2 separate regions of the Danio rerio genome follow, and region 1 is linked to region 2. Evidence: chromatin contacts called from public Hi-C data. All regions are on one chromosome and are shown on one strand. Each heading gives the region's core, a stretch centred on a gene start, on an enhancer-like site or on the middle of the called end of the contact. The rest is flanking DNA. Distances are from core to core; before and after follow the strand shown.

Region 1 (7,195 bases), core at 622-3,121, 200 kb after region 2:
TATTTTAGATATTTATAATTTCGGAGATACAGCGCATCGGCATCCATCAGCCTGTCATACTAAGCAGAGCAAAGATGGTTGATGTTGTCCATTCACAAGATGGTGACAGAGGCCGCATAATAAGCCCTTAGGGCAGAAAAACTCAACGTAATTACAAACTAAAGCTGATCAAAACATTATAAAACAGGTAAGTGACTTTTCTATTCAATCTTTTTCTGTTGTATGTTGTAGTGTTGTATTTACTGTATACCAGTCTGGTAATGTTTCTGATAGTGTTTTTGCTTTGCTTTGGCTTTTTTGACGTTAATTATTGTAATATCCCAATTGCAACAGAGAAATACTGTGAAATCTCTGTATACAGATGGCATTTCATGCCGTTCAGCCTTATAATCTTAAAATGTGAGCAAAATCAGCTGTTTTATCATCACTTTAGATATTACGCAAATCATTCTAACACTAGCTGTAAAGGGATGTTGGTGTAGTAGCAAAGGTTTCTGCTGTTCTGACGTCAGCTGCAGATGTGAAGGAATGGTGGGAGAAAGTAGTTCCTCATACAAAAGGCTTTTTTTGACTCTGTGTTTGAATTTCTTTTTTTAATTAATACGATAATGCTGGCGAACTGTTGTATAAACACAATGTCACTCTTGTAGCAGTGCGATATGGCTGTATAATGTCACTGGTGGAACACTAAGGCGAACTACAGCCAATTTGCACTGCTACTCGTTATATTGCTCATATATATATACTGTATATGTATGCATACTGTGTGTGTGTGTGTGTGTTAAACACAGAAGATATTTTCATAATCAATGACTTCCATAGTGGGCGAAAAACAAATACTATGAAAGTCAGTGGTTACAGTTTTTTTTTGTTTTATAATTTTTTTCAAAATATCTTATTTTGTGTTGAAAGGTTTGAAACAAGTAAATGGGAACCAAATGATGACTTTTTTTTAATATTTGGATGAACTATCCCTTTAAGATAATTAGAGTATATTTTAAATTTATAGAGAAGGAATTAGTCAAATAGGCACTAATTAAACTTGTCAATAATTACATAATTGTCTGTTTCTTCAGCAGGACAACAAAACTGTTCTATAACCTTTTCTCCATCTCTTCCAGCAGAGTCAACAGAGCTGTCCTCCTCCCCTAAACCTTCAGATGAGCTCTCCACTGCCCGCGCTGCTGGTCATTGGTGAGCTATAAACGAGAGCTCACACCTGATAAAGAGCCTGCATATGACTACATGTATGTTATTTTGTTAGGATATAAGGGCCGATATGAAATAATAAGGGAACACTTATAAAATGACTTGTATTTGAATAAATAAATTATTTAAAGATATGCCAAAAACATGACTTCAGAATAAGGGCTTATTTAAAACAATATGCAGATTCATGCAAGCTTCAATTTAAACGTTTGGCTGAAAACTGGATGTAATATTGATGAAAGAATGCATAATAGTGCTATTGTTTGAAATCACTAATCTATTTGTTGTTTTGGCAATTTTATATCCGCTTATTTTTCATGAACACAAAAGAAAGATGATAAAGTAATCTAACTCACATTCATATTTAATGTGCATGTATTTGTTTATTAGCATAGTAGCAAAGTGTAGTAAAGGATGATTCATAATGTACAATCAGCCTGCCTTTTATCAAAATAAACACCTTAGGCTATACAATATATTTTTTTCTACACTGAACAGCTGACTTGACATTATTAACATGCTAAATGATAGAGGAGTAAAGGCAGTAATGCACACAGACTGTCAAAACAGAAAGAGACAGCCAGAGGGCTACAAGTGGGAGGGGCTTTCTGGGTGGGCGGGGCTTACGCCTTGTCTCTACTTGTTTGATTGACAGTCGTAACGAGGTAGAGGCTCTGCATACCTCGAGGCAAGTGCGAGAATTCACCGCTGCCGCAGCAACTTTGGGATGGAGCAATAGTCAGAAAAAAAGTCGTTTCCTCTCAGGTACGTCTTTTCGCTTTCATTTGCCACTGACATCTTGAGCGGTTTAATCTGTCAGCTCTGTAAATCCACACTTTGTATAAAATATTCATCACTCGAACATTATCCTTCACATTTACTCAACTACAGCCTCTTATATTGTTTGTATATGCTTTAAAGTCTTATACAGAAGTTTATAAGGCTGTATTGTGGTCGAGGGAAGTGTTGCGCATGTGTTTATTTCGGGATAATTTCTCGCGCATCAAACACTGACGTATTTACAATATTAGCTCATTATTTAACACTTTTGAGAAGAACTGCCTTTATAAACGTTTTAATTGCTATTCTATACTTGTAGTTTGCATACTGTAATTCACCAAACCGTTATCTGAAGGTGTCTTGGACTACATGTGTTTCTTTAAAGTATTATAAGTTTGAATTTTAATCATTTTTTAAAGAGGAAGATGAACAGACGTTGATTATTTTGATATACAGTACCATCTTTCACTAGTTCTGGTTAAATAAATGGTTAAACATTATATAGAGCCATTCTGTATGTAGGCGTTCTTTTATGTAAATGAGCCCATGCTGCTAGCTAGAGGGACTGCCAGACCTTATGTAAAACTATTTTTAAAAATATCTTTGTTAAAGTGCTGTTTTCCTTGTGTAAACCCTGAAATTGAGGCTTTTTATTATTTATAAATGATAGATATGCGTATGAACCACTGCTGAATGTGAAATATTACTAATAGTTTAAATTTAAGCCTAGAATAATCTTAACAGTGTTAAAAAAATATGCTTGGAGGGAACTTAAAATATGATAAATAAATAAATAAAAATATCATTATTATAGTAATTATAGTAATACTGTATATTTTAAATGGTAAATTATATAAATATATACTTTAGATACAAGTTTGGTGTCTGCTGTATTTTTAAAAGCTACTCAAAATGTAGTTTTTGAGGATCACTGACAGTAAGCGAAGCTAATAATTATTATTATTAGGGCTGGGGGATTTGCCCTAAAATCTAAATCTTGATTAATTGAACATTTTGGCTTGATTATGATTAATGAACAATTTATTATTTTATTTTATTCTTTTGCCCTCATAGTTCAGGGACACGTTTTGTACAGTAAATATGCTCACATATTACAAGCAAGAGATTTCAGAATGAAGGGTGCATTACTTGATTTTAAAATAATTGATGGAAACACACTATCTACCATTTATGAGTATTTCTTGAACGCCAACTGAAATGAAAACATATATTGCCTAAAACCAACAGTCGTTTTTTTCTTATAAACGAAGAGTGAAAATAATAATTTTAATGTAATGGAAAATATGCCGTCTCAAGGCATCTCTGGCGCAGCTTCCAATAATCGTCTATGTAGTGCGAATTACTATTTAAGAACGTGTCCATCGTCCTAGTTTAAGTATAAACATAAAGGCCTAACAGATCGGTGTCACATGATAGGGAAAGTAATTGAAAAAAACTGATCTGGAAAAATTAGATCGATTACAGGTTTTGAATGAAAAGATGACAAATTGACAATGCGGCACATATAAATAAACAATTACAAATATCATGACAGTTTTTTATTTATTTAACAATCGTGCTAAACAATGTTACATTTGTACGCATAGAATTAATACTAAAAATATCATCCAACTGGTATGTTGTTTGTTATAACATACTTGCCGAATTTTATTCTCTCTTCATAGACCATTTTGAGGGATGTAAACAAACACAATGGTTCCAATGTATTTTCTGTTTTGCATTTTTAATTTCCATAGCTTCAGAGAATTAAAAAAAAGTCACATATTGATAAATACTGTTATGATAGCTGATTTAACATAAAATTATGATTAAATTGACGCTTGTTACAGTTATGAAATAGTTTGACAACAAGCAGGAAATGTTCATGGGCCAATGGCTTGACCACAGTGAAATGGTCTATATAAAATAGTCTGTGATGCTAGAATGACTGCCAATCTTTATTTTTTTTAATTATCTTTAGTTAAATGTATTCTTTATAAGCTTCCATCCATACACAATGATTTCCCATGTTTAAAATGCACATGTGATGAAGTGTAGATATGAATATAAATTTATATAAAAATGTATAATAATTTTAGGTTATGATGATGACCTAGAATAATCCAGAAAGCAGTGTATGTTGAGGAACTGCAATGTTGACATCAGTTTTTTTATGATGATGATTTAAATACGCACATCTTGATTTTGCCAAGTACGATGCGATCCTGGATTAACATCTATGTTCACCCTGAAACATCATTTTTGTTTGAAAATGTAATCCATACCTATTCCCTACCACTAAACCCAACCATAACTGTAAATAATTCCCAAAATCAGAGGAGAAAAATAGTTGGATAACAATCATGTAGAACAGTAAGCCTAAACTTAACATAAACGATAAACGTATCCCTTAATTCTGATTGGCTGATTGGAATGTTGTTCCAGGATTAACATTGATGTTAATCCAGGAACATATCCTACTTGGTGAAATCAGTTTTGGGATTCAAATACACATGAAGCTATCAGAAACAATGTGAGTTGACCTTTTTGACATTAAGTGATACAATCCCTTCAGCTGTCATTCAAGAGTATATTCAATCATTCTGAGAGAACATTTCTCTGAAGAACATCCTACTGAATCTTGTTTCTCAGGCAACCGTGCTGGTTTTAGAACGCTACTATAAATATATGAGTAGGTGTGCGAGAGCTTTATGATCTGGTATCATTTACATGGTCATGTTTCCTCCTTGTAAGTGTTCATCCACCAACATGTATTTCACCAACATTGGCGTGTGTATACATTGTTTAATTAGCCTGTATCTTGTTCGCTTGCTTTCCAGTCATGGCTTGGCATGAGCGTAGCCGTTTAGACAAAAGCCATGGCCCAGGGACATTGAAACACCAACGTCTTCATGTGTCACTTGAGACACAGTCCTTCTTTTGTGAGTGTCAAATGCTTGATTGTTGAACCTGAGCCAGCGGCTGATTTCCTCTTCCCATCTTGAAGGCTGAACAATGAGCATTTGTGTACGTATCGATGCCTTGCACAAAAAAAAGGACAGAATCACCTGTCTGTAACCAGATACGAGCAGCATGACTGGTGTCAGTGGCGGCGGATTTATGCCGTGTCATTGGTTGATGAGCTGTAAGCTCCACCCATTTGTGTTTTTTGAGCCATCTGGTTGGCTGTTGGACTTTAGCTGCGCCTCTGTTTGTTAACAGCCGAGGGACAGGTGCAGGGTGAAGACCTTGATAGCCTGAAAGACCCCATTATCAGTGGAGCGGAAAGAACCAGTACTTTCATACAGTGAATGCTGGCCTCGGCCATTGGCATCACCTCAACCTCATTTCACTTGCTGTATTGGTGTCAGATTATCTATTATAATCAGTATGACTATATATTATTGTGTCATACATATGTTTAAATATTTAAATCATTATATTTAGTAATGGTTTAGTGTTAAATGTATAAAAAAAACACTTAAATAAAACATGTAAAATTGACACTTTTTCCTCAGATAAAAAGGGAAAGTTCACACAAAATTGAAAACTCTGTTATCATTTACTAAACCTTCACTTCCCAGCAAACAATTTTGTGTTTAATAGACATTTAAATGTAGACAGCTTGGCTAAAAACAGGCTAAACTTGTTAAGATCTTATAGACATCTAAGAATAGGCCAAAAATAGACTCATAAAAAAGACAAATTAGACTTTATATGTGTAGTCATTAATTTCTGTTTATTTGATGAGTAGTCTAGGTGTCAATAGGATAAATATTCTAAAACGTCTATCAGATTTTCACTGACAGCCCAAATTTAGTCTTGTTTTAGTCAAGACGACTATGTTTAGACATCTGTTTGACACATCTTCATTCAATCATTTTCTTTTCGGCTTAGTCCCTTTATTAATCTGAGGTTGCCACAGCGGAATGAACCACCAACTTATCCAGCAAATGTTTTACACAGCGGATGCCCTTCCAGCTGCAACCCATCTCTGGGAAACATCCATACACACTCATTCACTATGGACAATTTAGCCTACACAATTCACCTGTACCAAGTGTCTTTGGACTGTGGGGGAAACCCGAGCACCTGGAGGAAACCCACGTGAACGCAGGAAGAACATGCAAACTCCACACAGATACGCAACCTGACCCAGCCAAGGCTCGAACCAGCGACCTTCTTGCTGTGAGGCGACAGCATTACTTACTGCGCCGCCCAATTAGACATCTTTTAAAAAAATGCTTGCTTGGTTGTGAAAAATTTGTTTGAGTTTTTTTTTTACATTGTTAAGCATGAAAGAAGTTAGTTTGAAATACTGGAAACCTGTAATCATTGACTTCCATAATATTTGTTTTTCTTACTATGGAAGTAAATGCTTACAGGTTTCTAACATCTTTTTGAAAACATCTTCTTTTGCGCTGAAGGGAAGAAGGAAATTCATAAGGGTATGGAAGCACTTGATGGTTATTAAATTGTGGATGATTAATCCATTTTAATAAAAGGCAGAATTTGAGATATAAACTTATTTTTTACCCTCACAATTCTGGGAAAATAGTCTGAACTGAAAATGGAAAAAGTCTGAATTCTGGGTTTATTTCTCACAGTTGTCCCTCAGCTTACTTTTCCTTATTATTTTCTGAGAATTGAGTCTTTATTGCCTACAATAAGGAGTTCACATAAGATTTCTTGCCAGAGTTTACAGTATATATTGCAGTTCTTTTGCAATATTGTGAGACGTAATTCACTATTATTCAAAGTCAAAATTGTGCATTTATAGTAATTGCAAGATATAGTCACACAGTTTTGAGAAGTATAGTTCAAACTGTGAGGTGTAAATTCACAAGTGCGAGAAAATAACAATTATGAGATTAAAAATGTGGTAAAAACCAGCTTTCAAACTTGTGAACTGGGTCACTTGGCATTTTTGAGTTTGCATGTTCTCCTCGTGTTGTTGTGGGTGAATGAGAGTGAGTGTGTTGCAGCTGGAAGGTCATCCGCTGTGTAAAACATATGCTGAATAAGTTGGAGGTACATTCTGCTGTGGCAACCCCTGATGAATAAAGGGACTAAGCTAAAGGAAAATGAATGAATAAATAAATGTATGAATATATCAATAAAGTACTAAAACTCAATTGAAATGAATAAAATTTAAATAACCAATAAACACAAAAAAGCTAAAGGATTTTAACCAGTAAAAACTATG
Region 2 (6,258 bases), core at 2,678-5,177:
TTTTTCTCTGTACATCAGAATGTGTACTGTTTAAATTGTTTTATTTTTCTGAGCTAAAAATAATAATGGATGTCTCATTTTATCCCATGATTTGTAAAAGGTCTATTACACATGCGGTTTATTCATATAAGTCTGTAAAGACAGATGGTATAATATTTATTTTTTAAATAAAGCATTTGATGACATATTTAAAGTAAAAAATAAATAAATAAATACCACTTATTTGTGTTCCTATATCTTTATACTTGGCCAGTGTTTGTCAGGAAGACAATTTCAATTATTTAAAATATAAATGATCACATACTCTTATGTGTATTTTATTATGGGAATGTCATACACGTCATAACAGTCATAATGTAGTTGTTTTATAAATACAGTACTTCTCAAAAGTTTGGAAACATTGACATTAAAAGTGCTTTCTGCTTGTCCCCAAAACTGTATATTTGATCAAAAATACAATGGACATATTATTTACATCTAGAATAATGTGTTCTATATAAATACACTAAAATAGCAATTTATTCATGTGGGTCTAAGCTGAATTTACAGCTTTCTTATTATTTGTGTATTATGATATATCAATTATTATTTATACAAATTTTTTGTTCTGTATTATACATGTTTTGTGGAAAAGAAAATACATTTCACTTTTGATTGTAGCTTATACTTTAAACACAAAGTTCAAAATACAGCCTTACATTTAATAAATGATAATTTGAAAGAATTATAAATGTATTTGTGTTGTTTTATTCATTTTCTGTTCGGCTTAGTCCCGTTATAAATCCGGGGTCGCCACAGGAAATGAACCGTGCCCTTACAGCTGCAAAACCCATCACTTGGAAACATCCTTGCACACTCATTCACATTCATACACTATGGACAATTTAGCCTACCCAATTCACCTATAGCGCATGTCTTTGGACTGTGGGGGAAACCGGAGCACCGGGTGGAAAACCCACGCAAACGCAGGGAGAACATGCAAACTCCCCACAGAAACGCCAACTGACACAGTCGAGGCTCGAACCAGCGACCTTCTTGCTGTGAGGCAACAACTACTGCGCCACTGCGTTGTTTGTTTTTAAAACTTTAATCTAAGCATATCTTACTTGGACTACCACTTATTTTTCATAGAACCTATATTTATTTTTCTCCATATAATCTGACAATACACCAAAAAGTCTCATGTTCACATTAGAGACATGGACAACTGTATGATTTGAGGAACTATTTGTTTAACAGCTACTTTATCATGCACTTCATTAAACTAGAGTATATGTAAAGTTTCAGTAAGTTTTTCATTTCTTTTTGTTTACATATATAAAAGTATTACCAGCTTATCAACTAGACCAACCGTCCTAAAATATGACTGATAAATATACAAAAGTGTATAATCTGAGAATACATACAAGCTGTGTGTATTTTTTCATGCAGTGATTACTGTTTGTAAATTAGGCAAAAACAGCTTTCATCAACTCACGGCGTGCATCTGTCTGTAAATTCATTGGACACTGTCTCAATTCCTCCGCTCTTGACCACGGCAATACAGCAGTTTTGAAACCCAACATCAAAACCCACGACAGCCATATCCCGGACTCTGCTCGGTACGGCAAGCAATGTGCTCAGATCAGATGGACAAACAAATCCGTGTGTGTAAGCGTCAGTCATGAAAGGGCAGATAATCCAGAGCGCATATGCTATTTTAGGACGCGGGACCCATTTATATGTTGTTTCAGTGAACTTTCCAGAAACTTCCGTCTCCATCGGCAGCATCAGCAGCGCGCACTGATGGCGTTTACACTTCCAGAGCTTTCGGCGCAGATACAGAGCGCCCACGGAGCTTCAAGAAATGACAATATTAAGAAGAACAAGTTATTTTAATGGCTTTATGATAGATTCGTCTAAACAAAATTTACATTTGGCCTTTTTCTTAATAACTTTGTTTGTTTTTAAATAGACTGTTTAGTATTTTTAGTATCAGTCATGATTTCTTATTAGTCGAAACTAAAGCACGTTTAATGCACCTGTCAGTTTTGAGACGTAATTTAGCTTGTTATGCTAACAGGTTTCGCTTTAGAAAGACACTTTAATTTACGCTGAAAATAATCAGGTAGAGGATAAAAAAGTCCTTCAGACCATCATAAAAAGCATCATATTCTAACCCTTTTTAATTTGTAGGCTACATTTTGACTTTTGTTTTGTCTTTCAGTGTAAAGCTATGTAGGCTAGTATTTCACCTTCATATGTGGTTGTAATTTGATGTGGGTGTAGATATCAGAGCTTGTTTTGTTTTGTATGTAGGGAAATTGTTTGGTGTGAATGAATGGTATTCCTTATTCATTCATTTTCCTTCTGGCTTAGTCTATACAGCGAAATGAACCACCAACTATTTCAGCATATAGGTTTTACTCAGCGGATACCCTTCCAGCTACAACCCAGTACTGGAAAACATACACACTATTTCACAAACACAATCATACACTACGAACAGTTATTTAGTTAATTCACTCCAAACTGGAGCACCCGAAGGAAACCCATGCAAACTCAACACAAAAATGGGAACTGGACCAGCTCTGGTCTCGAACCAGCAACCATTGTGCCACCGTGCCGCATTGATATTCCTTATCTTCTTTTAAAAAGTGACATTGCACAAATGGCATCACATTTAATGTGGTTTCTGATCATTGACTTGCAAGACTGACTTGTCTTTATAGGGTACAGTAAATGGAAAAAACAATATTTTAATAAAACAACAACAACAGTGGCATTATGTAAACACAGAAATTCAATGGGTTAAAATCCTTCAAATGAATTTTGATATACTGATGCTAGTAAAGAAATAGCCTATATCTCAGAAAGTGTAAAAAATCTGCAGTTTAAGACTGCTTTTGACAGACTTGGCGACATGTTTGCTCAGTGGTTAGCACTGTTGCTGGTTTGAGTTCTAGCTGGGTCAGTTGGCATTTCTGTGTAGAGTTTGCATGTTCTCCCTCTGTTGGCGTGGGTTTCCTCCGAGTGCTCCGGTTTCTCCCAAAGTCCAAAGACATGCAATTGATGAATTTAATAAACTAAGTTGGCCGCAGTGTATGAGTGTTTCCCAGTACTGGGTTGTAGCTGGAAGGGTATCCACTGTAGAAATCATATGCTGGTTAATTTGGTGGTTCATTGCACTGTGGCAAGACTGGCAACCTCTGATAAATAAAGAGACTAACCTTAAGGAAAATGAAATTGGACTTTTTGCCTTTTACAACTTATTAAAATAAATTTGACAAGTATTTAATTGATGTCATAAAAGTCAAATATTTCTCTGTGTTATTGTTATTTTTAGAGATGGAGGGAAGAAGTCTCATTTCTCCACAGAGTTTTAATAAATTTTTGTATTCTATGTTGGTCACACTTTACAAGATGTATTCATTAGTTAATGTTAGTTAATGTATTTATGATGAGCAACAGTTGTACAGCATTTATTTTACCTTTACCCACTAATGCGTTTTTAAAATCAAATTCATGCTTGTTAACTTTAATTAATGCACTGTGACTTTAACATGAACAATAAAGATCTAAACTAAAGTTAACTAACATGAATTAATACTGTAATGTCTTGTTTATTAATACAACCTTATTGTAAACTACTAATTTAAAGTCTTTCAAAAGAGAACCACAGACTATTTAGATGCCTGTATTATAAATTGAATATGACAAGTGTCGTTTTTGGTGAACTATCTCTTTAATAAGCCCTTTAATCGCGCTTATGTTAATGTCAAGCGACAAGCACTGCCCCTTGTTGTAATACCCGTGTACGCGGCCACCAGAGGGCGCAGCCGAGACGCGCGTTCAACAGGAAATGTCTTCGCAAAACAAAGCTGTGTGATGATCAGCTCGCACAGTAGAGAGTGTGGATACAGAAGCAGTGCAAACACTCCGCTTTTACAGCACACATAGGATACACAGAGCTGCCAACCGCGCTTCTTCTTACTATGCTCTCCATAAAGTGTCAAAACGGATACAGTGTAACCCAGTATTTCTTCCTTTGGTCTCTTGGTAAGTGTTTCTCTACTCTTATATGCCTAAGTTTCTGAGCTCGAGAATCTTTGGCTTATTAACGTTAACGTGCTGTTAATTTGTTTGCAAGAAATAAGCAGCTGTCTAAACTGTTATATACTGCTTTTAGATGGAAAAACGTGTTTATAGTGAACAGTTTTTTCTAATGGCAGATTTTAACCTGTTTAAAATGACTCTTCCTTGTTGTTTTATTTAGTGTAACAGCTATTCTGCACTCCGTTAAGTTATGAGGAATGCGTTAGGCTTTTTTTAATTGACTCAGTTTGATAGCTGCATTGAGTACATATTAAAGTATTTTAATCATTCATGCTTTTTCAAACTTATTTGCATAGTAGCCTGAATGAATGACTGTGCTGCCTACCTAGACAACATTTTTTTTGGGGTACCATGGGTGTGATTGGCTGTTTCAGAATCTAGCCTGTCTAGACTTTTTTTTTTTTTTTTTTGTGACTTTGATTGATTTTGTCTCAGAAATCTAGAGAGCTGTCATGCTTGACAACATTTTTGGGCATCTTGGGTGTAATATTCTTTGTCTCAAAACATAGCTTCTTGTCTTGACATGGTTTATTGGGCATCACACAGGAAGTTTAAAGCTGCCACAACCTGGTAGTCAACTGTAAATAATTAATTGAACAGACTGATGTGCGGTAGTCTGAAGCACAACAGTTTGTGTGTGGAAATCTGAAATACCGTTGGAAGAAGATGTACCTGAGATGTTACTCTTTCTTTACTCTAGTTAAAGTTAATGTCTGAGGGAGATACTTGAATATTTTGAACAGTACCTAAAGTAGCGGACTAGAAAAGTATGGTAGAATACCTGCTTCACAGGAGGAAAGCAAAATAGAGTATATTTTATAGTCCTTCATTGCAGTTAACTATTCAATTAGATAACCAGTATTAAAAATAGCAAAACATGTAAATTGCACATTCACATCTAAACAAAATTATTTTTTTGGGTCAAATATATAGGCCGGTCACAATATCCATGTTTTTTTGTACGATAAATTGATAATTGCTATAAACTATATTATTGTCATTTTAAGACCATTTTATGCCATTCTTTATATAATGCCAAGATGATAATATAATATAATATAATATAATATAATATAATATAATATAATATGATCACGATTCAAGTACATTCTTCCAAAGAACACATCATATTTTATTCTTAAGAATATTTCATTTAATTATAGTTATTTAAACAATTTGATAATGAGGCAGTGGAGTCAGAAAGTGAAAACGCATATCCTAAATAAAAAAATAATAAATGGTAACAAAAAAATGTAAGGTAAGAAGTTGGGCTGCTATCTGCTACTATATATATACTATAGTAATTTATAGTAAATACTTTAGTGTTTATTTAACCTTACTGACATCTCCATTAGAGGTAGGGATGTTGCAAAATCAGCCAAAATGTTGCTAGAATTGTTGTATTTTTATTTTATTTTTTTATGTATGGGCGATATATATACTGCTTCACCAAAAATGACTGAGATCATGTCCATTTGTTGTGCGATAGGTCGATATACTGATTATTGTGACAGACCTACAACTATAGTAATTTTCCCAGTAGCTGTAATTATTTACTTTCATGGAGGATTTATTGTATTATTTAAAAATACATAAACAATAACTAAAGAATAGGTCACCTGAAAATGACAATTCTGTCATTATTTATTCACTCCTCATTTTTTAAAAACTATTTGCCTTCCTTTTTTTATTTCTGCTAAACACAAAAGCAGATATTTTGAAGAATGCTGGAAACCTGGAACATTGGCATTCATGCTGTTTGCAGTGTTTACAGCTCTCTGTTCTGCAAAAGAAAGTAACTCATAAAAGTTTTGAAACTACTCATGGAAACGAAAATAGTGAGTAAATTTTCATTTTTGGGTGTACTATCCCTTTTAGTCATCATTAATTTTAGTTTTCAAGGTATACCGTGGTTTGGAAAAGTCAAGGTTTTAAAGCCATCAAAATCTTCTGTTATACTGTTCCTGAGGTATGTGTAAGATTTTTTATTTACTTTTTTTAAAGACAACAGTATCGCCAGCAAAAAAGATATCCAAAGATGCCATTTTAAATTGTAAAAAAAAAAAAAAAAAAAAAAAATCAATGTTTTTGAAACAAATGAAGTTAGCTAAAGTCAATGATTTATTTGAGTTATTGCTCCAAAATATTATAAATGTATTATAA

Evidence for each region. A called contact is a pair of places that touch in the nucleus more often than the background predicts.
Region 1: a Hi-C map of an unstated tissue shows a contact between it and region 2, with 4 times the contacts expected there. The contact joins the promoter of frya here to the promoter of b3glcta in region 2. A contact is called at or near these places in 2 of 18 Hi-C or Micro-C datasets (caudal fin and an unstated tissue).

The regions. Positions count from the first base shown.
Region 1 is chr15:34,386,103-34,393,297 of GRCz12tu, forward strand. frya (furry homolog a (Drosophila)) reads left to right here and starts at 1,872. Exons shown (of 61, transcript XM_073923799.1): 1 at 1,872-1,974.
Region 2 is chr15:34,187,631-34,193,888 of GRCz12tu, forward strand. It overlaps b3glcta (beta 3-glucosyltransferase a), which reads left to right and starts at 3,928. Exons shown (of 15, transcript NM_001302251.1): 1 at 3,928-4,038. The coding sequence starts at 3,975. hsph1 (heat shock 105/110 protein 1) reads right to left here and starts at 1,759. Exons shown (of 18, transcript XR_012390939.1): 1 at 1,478-1,759.